Linked DNA regions of Mus musculus: region 1 is linked to region 2. Evidence: chromatin contacts called from public Hi-C data. All regions are on one chromosome and are shown on one strand. The core of a region is the stretch at or near the end of the contact, and the rest is flanking DNA. Distances in the headings are between cores, read along the strand shown. Region 1 overlaps Dcakd (dephospho-CoA kinase domain containing). Region 2 holds the start of C1ql1 (complement component 1, q subcomponent-like 1).

Evidence for each region. Hi-C and Micro-C count contacts between places; a contact is called where the count stands out from the background.
Region 1: a contact with region 2 is called in a Hi-C map of the N1E-115 cell line, with 6 times the contacts expected there. The contact joins the enhancer-like site here to the promoter of C1ql1 in region 2. A contact is called at or near these places in 10 of 39 promoter capture datasets (the HPC-7 cell line, cranial neural crest, embryonic stem cells and 5 more), 1 of 15 datasets of contacts at CTCF or cohesin (stem cell-derived epiblast-like cells), 20 of 484 Hi-C or Micro-C datasets (the AML12 cell line, the G1E-ER4 cell line, the N1E-115 cell line and 13 more), 12 of 115 datasets of contacts at active chromatin or transcription factors (SST interneurons, bone marrow-derived macrophages, embryonic basal ganglia and 8 more) and 4 of 9 other capture datasets (adipose tissue, embryonic stem cells, liver and 1 more).

Annotation. Positions count from the first base shown.
Region 1 is chr11:102,991,815-102,994,514 of GRCm38.p6, reverse strand. Dcakd (dephospho-CoA kinase domain containing) reads left to right here. Exons shown (of 5, transcript NM_026551.3): 5 at 1-459. It overlaps Gm34620 (a long non-coding RNA gene), which reads right to left. Exons shown (of 4, transcript XR_389059.4): 3 at 1,900-2,036. Among named protein-coding and RNA genes, the nearest start is that of Gm34620, 3.2 kb to the right of the region's middle. Within about 2 kb of position 1,409, at least 17 of the 459 cell types and tissues checked have an H3K27ac peak or open chromatin away from gene starts, as enhancers often do. A contact at or near this core is called in the N1E-115 cell line, cerebellum and trophoblast stem cells, where this site is marked.
Region 2 is chr11:102,945,444-102,948,143 of GRCm38.p6, reverse strand. C1ql1 (complement component 1, q subcomponent-like 1) reads left to right here and starts at 1,428. Exons shown (of 2, transcript NM_011795.3): 1 at 1,428-2,279. The coding sequence starts at 1,683.

The sequences.
Region 1 (2,700 bases), core at 160-2,659, 46 kb before region 2:
CTGTCTAGTGGACCACAGCAAATCCTTCCAGACTGAAGGCCTCCTTCAAATAGAGCTCTCCTGTGTGCAGTGTGGTTCTCCTCCTGGGCGTGCCGTGGCTGGGTCGAGCAGAGCCCTTTGGAGCAGTCCAGCTTCTGATGGAGCTTTCCTCACAGCTAGCCACCACCCCGTGCTCTCGGCATTCCCCAGGCCCCAAGCTCTCCTACCTCTGTGCCTTCCCCACATGCTCCCTGCCCTGCAGTATCTTACCCCTGGCTGCCCCAGGTCAGGCTCCAGCAGCCCCAGACTGAGTTAGGTGCTATAGAGATCACCTTCCTGTCTCATCCAAATCCACGAGAGAATAACGCGTAACCTGGTTGGGTTCTCCCAGACTGTACGCCTCTAGATGGCAGGGCCGATTCATCTCCACTCTAGTGTACCACAGCCTGCCCCACAGGTGCTCAATAAATGGAATTGCTCTAAAATGTCCACTGAATTCCACTTGGCCTTTGTTCACACTGAGGGGGCCTAAGCATAGGACTCTAGTCAGACCTGTGCACCTCTGGGAAGTCGGTGGAGCCGTGGGGAGATCACATACACTCGCCACAGGTCTGCTTTTTTTCTTCCCCAACCCAATTAGACCGGTGCAGACATCAGCCTTCCCGGCCGGCGTCTACAGACCTGCTGATGTGTAGATCTTGTTCGCAGCAGCCTATTAAGGCCAAAAATGAGTGTGACTAATGTGAAGGCAGCAGTGGCCATTCTTAATGCCCCTTTCACAGAGCTGCCTAAGCCTCGGAGAGCAGCTCATTAGCTCCCCGCACATTTCCAAGCAACAAAAAAGGGCTGGGACGGTCAGTGAAGAGCTGTCACTCACAGAGTGTCACAGTGGCCTGCTCCCTCGGGTGGGTGGGGTCGAGCAGAAACCTGGCAGAGCAGAGTTGTGAACCCCAGCGGTGCCCTGTAACTGAGAGACCCATCCTGGAATCCTGTGGAGTGCGGGACACTGCGTGTACAGCAGACCACCAAGGGATTTGGTTAGGAGAGTGCAGACTCGGAACTGCAGACTTTGAGTCCCCTCTCAGGAGGAGCCAGAGACCCAGGTCTGGGGTCCAGCTCTGTCTCCTTACCTTTGGTTTCTGCATGATAAGTTGAGGACAGTAAAAACCTTTGCAAAACCTTGGAATTCAAGCAGGAACTTCCTCAGCCCCTCTCTAAACTGCATCTAAGATGATGCAGAGCGTGAGAGCAGACTGGTCTGGAAGGTGTGCAGAAGCTAGTGTAGCTGTGTGCTGGCCCTGGCCACACCTCAGCTGCCCTCCTGACCACTGGCTAAGGTGGCTTTGGGGAATGGCTGGCTCACTGGACCTGTGCCTCTCCAGAGCAGGTGTCCTCCCCTGTGGCCAGCAGGTGGCAGCACTCACTCAAGCCTGGATCTGGGCCCAAGCCGGAGCCCTTAACTTTACCCCCCACCCCCACCCCCAGGACAGTAGACTGCCTCAGAGCCTCTCTGATCCTGAGCAACAATTAAAAAGTCTCGCCGGGCCCACGCCTTTAATCCCAGCATTTGGGAGGCAGGGGCAGGTGGATTTCTGAGTTCGAGGCCAGCCTGGTCTACAAAGTGAGTTCCAGGACAGCCAAGGTTATACAGAGAAGCCCTGTCTTGAAAAAACAAAAAAACAAAACAAAACAAAACAAAACAAAACAAAAAGTCTCAGATGGGAGTCTCGGAGCAGAAGTGCGTGCTGGGAATCCCAGCCTTAGAGAAGCTAAAGCAAGATTACGAGGTTAGACACCATTGAGTTGCCCAGCCAGATCTTGCCTCTGTCTGTCTCTTCCTCCTGTCCCTGGGCCACAGTTCCTAGCTTGGGCTTCAACCACCCTAAGAGGAGCAGGAGGATGCTGTGTGCACACACTCACCTGCTTCTTGGCAAGCGTTGAAGGATGCAGGCAGCCCCTAAAGCTGCTTCCCTCTCCTGGTCCAACTTGCCCAAGGTTAATCATGGGTTTGCACTTGACCAAAGCACAGCCTGTATCATCTTCAAATCTTCCCAGTTCTGCAAACGGTGTGGGTGATGTAGGGGCAGAATTTACACGGGTTTCAGAGGTGGGTGGAGGCAGGTGCAACCCAGTGCTGTGAGCACCATTCTGGATTCCCAACGATGATGTACTGACACCTTTATCTGCCCTAACTGACAACTCTTCAGATGACTTCTCTATCCTATGGGACAAGGGGCAGGGCAAGAGAAAGCTTGGGAGTAACTGGACAGGAGGATAGTGTCTTTCCCCAGGGGCCCTTGTTTCACAAAGGCACTCGATCTCCAGGACTGGGCGGCAGAAATGACTGCAGGCGAGGGGGGGTTGCATGGATGGCCAGGAGAGGCCCTTGAAGATGGCCAGAGAGGCCGAGTGAAGGTAATGAGATGTGGTGTCCTGCTCCCCTCAGGGAAGGGAGGATGCGGCTGTTGTCTGAAGCTGCACCCAGCTGGGACCCAGAGCCGCCTCTCCTTGCTCTCCACCCCCTCCCTTCCCCATCACTCAGATTCCAATACAATTTCCAGCTAACCAGCATGTCGATAGAACAAGTCGGGCGGCTGGATTGCCGGCCAATTACAGGGAATCATTTAGCTCCACCACAGCTCAGCCCTCCGGGAAGGGGGGCTGGGGGACGGAGCGAGAGCAGGCTTCCGATGGACGTGCGGGCAGGGAAGGGGCTTCCGG
Region 2 (2,700 bases), core at 179-2,678:
ATGGTGGGCTTTATATCTAGATTGATGTAAAGATCAAATGTGACCATACATACAAAGCATCCAACGCAGTTTGTCTTAGCTCCCTCCTCCTTGGTGATGGATGTCATGCTGACCCGGGTTAGTATTTGGAAAGTCCTCTCTGGCAGCGTCCCGCCCACCCCCACTTCTACCATTGGTTATTCTGGCATCTCAGTTTTAGGTAGGGATAATCAGGGAATCAAATGGACAGTGGGAGGTCGGCGGTGGGAGTGTGAACTGGGAGGAGTCTTGCAGGCAAAAAGAATGAGTCTGGAGTGTTGTTGTTTATCGTGGCCAGAGGCCTCAGAAAGACACAGCCCTCCTCCTCGGATAAAGGAGGGTGAAGGAGGAACACAGCTTGAGCTGGGACTCACAGAATATGACAAATATGTTGATGGAAGCAGACACATTTCAGTTTATGCAACCTAAACATTTTCCTGCACTAGAAGAACGTGATGGGGTAAGAGTTAGGGGGGTCCCCTAAGGGGCTAGGAGAGATCAACCCCCCTCTTTCTGGGGAGTGCTAGAAAACGCAGAACCACCTAGGACTGGTTAACACTAAGAGATGACATGGGAGGGGTACTTCATTTTCTCAGGGTCCGTATTTCCCACTTGTCTAGCTAGTAGCTCAGATCAGAAAAGGCCTCATGGAAGAGGCCACAGGTAGAGGCAGCCTAGAAGATATCCCCTGGGGCAGTGGAAAAGAAGGGGCTGAAGACGCTGCCACCTGGGAGAGAATGCCCCTGAAGTAGTTAGAATCAGATAAAAAGTCAGGCTGCTATTAGAATTCAGAGATTCCCTCTGGGCACCCTAAAAGCAAAGGATCCAGACGGGTTATCTGGATGCTAGGCCTGGGTGCCTATGGAACGCCCCTCCCCAGTATTCCTTCCAGGCTTTAGCCCTCATCCTCTTTCTTGTTCTACTCTCTTGTTCCTCACTCTGTAACCCTCCACCCCCTGCAACATCTCTTTGTCCCCTGCAGACAGGGGGCAATGTTGCATCCTTCGACCTCCTGCAGGTGGTGGTCCTTTGCCCCTCTGTCACGATTTTCCTCGGAACTGACCCACGGAACATCTATCTCAATGCCACGCTGAGCTCTCTGCCTCTCCTTGTGGCTCCTCCTTCCGCTTGCCCTTTGGTCCTACTCATTCCTGACTCTAGCCCCTTCCCCATTCTGAGCCTCAATCTCCAGCTCCCTCCGTGATGCCCACCACTCTCATAGCCCCGCCCCTCCCTGCCCCTCCCACCTTGAGGCTTCCGCGGCCCAATTAGGCGCCTGCCCCGCCCGCAGCCCCACCCCTCGCCCTCTCCGAGCCCCGCGGAGCGGGTGGGCGGGGCCCAACGGAGGAGGCAGTGGCCCCAGCCAGGGAAGGCGGGAGGAGCTAGGCGCTAGGCGGGAGGCCGCGTTCAGTCGGGCAGCGCAGCGGGAGGGAAGCACGAGGCCGGAGCCGGCTGCTGGGCTCCGCAGCGCAAGCAGCGCAGCGCGGCGCCCGGGCCCCGGCCCCATGCCCGCAGCCCCGCCGGACCGCCCTTGAGCGCGGGCGTCGCGCCCGCGCCCCTTACCCGCCGGCATCATTGCCCCGACGGCGCGGCCGGGTGGCCCGGCTCTCCCAAGGCTCCGCGCCGGCCGGAAGACCCTGCTGGCTGCCGCCGCGGGCGTGGTGATGCTGCTCGTGCTGGTGGTGCTCATCCCGGTGCTGGTGAGCTCCGGCGGCCCGGACGGCCACTATGAGATGCTGGGCACCTGCCGCATGGTGTGCGACCCCTATCCCGCGCGGGGCCCCGGCGCCGGCGCGCGGTCCGACGGCGGCGACGCTCTGAGCGAGCAGAGCGGTGCGCCTCCGCCCTCCACGCTGGTGCAGGGCCCCCAGGGGAAGCCGGGCCGCACGGGCAAGCCGGGCCCTCCGGGGCCTCCAGGAGACCGGGGCCCTCCAGGTCCTGTGGGGCCGCCTGGGGAGAAGGGTGAACCAGGCAAGCCTGGTCCTCCTGGCCTGCCGGGTTCGGGAGGCAGCGGCGCCATCAGCACGGCCACCTATACCACGGTGCCACGCGTGGCCTTCTACGCCGGCCTCAAGAACCCTCATGAGGGTTACGAGGTGCTCAAGTTTGACGACGTGGTCACCAACCTAGGCAACAACTACGATGCGGCCAGCGGCAAGTTTACATGCAACATTCCTGGCACCTACTTTTTCACCTACCACGTCCTCATGCGCGGCGGCGACGGCACCAGTATGTGGGCAGACCTCTGCAAGAACGGCCAGGTGGGCCATGAGGGGGCGTGGGGCTGACCTGGGGGCAGGGCTCCCAGGGAGCCCCCAGGAGAATGCGTATTGGATCAGAGTCGACAGGCACACCGGGCAGGCGTAGGTGGAGACCCTAAAGCGGCCCCCTTAACTATCATGTGAAGAATGGTTGTAATTAGCGGGCACCCCTGAGTCTTCAACCCTTGGGCTTGAGCTCTTAAGGGAGAGGCTACAGGGCACCCGCGGAGTGGAAATGCGTAAAGATAAATCCAACTAGTCAGATCACAGGGCTCTAGGGCGCACGAACTGGTCCGTAGGGGTTTGGCCCGTGGGAGACTGATTCAGGCTGATTTCTCTTGAGAGCTAAGATTCAAGCTGACGCCGACTGGCTTTAAGGGAACAGCAAGGATGCTCTAGGGCAAGGATAAGGAGAAGCAGT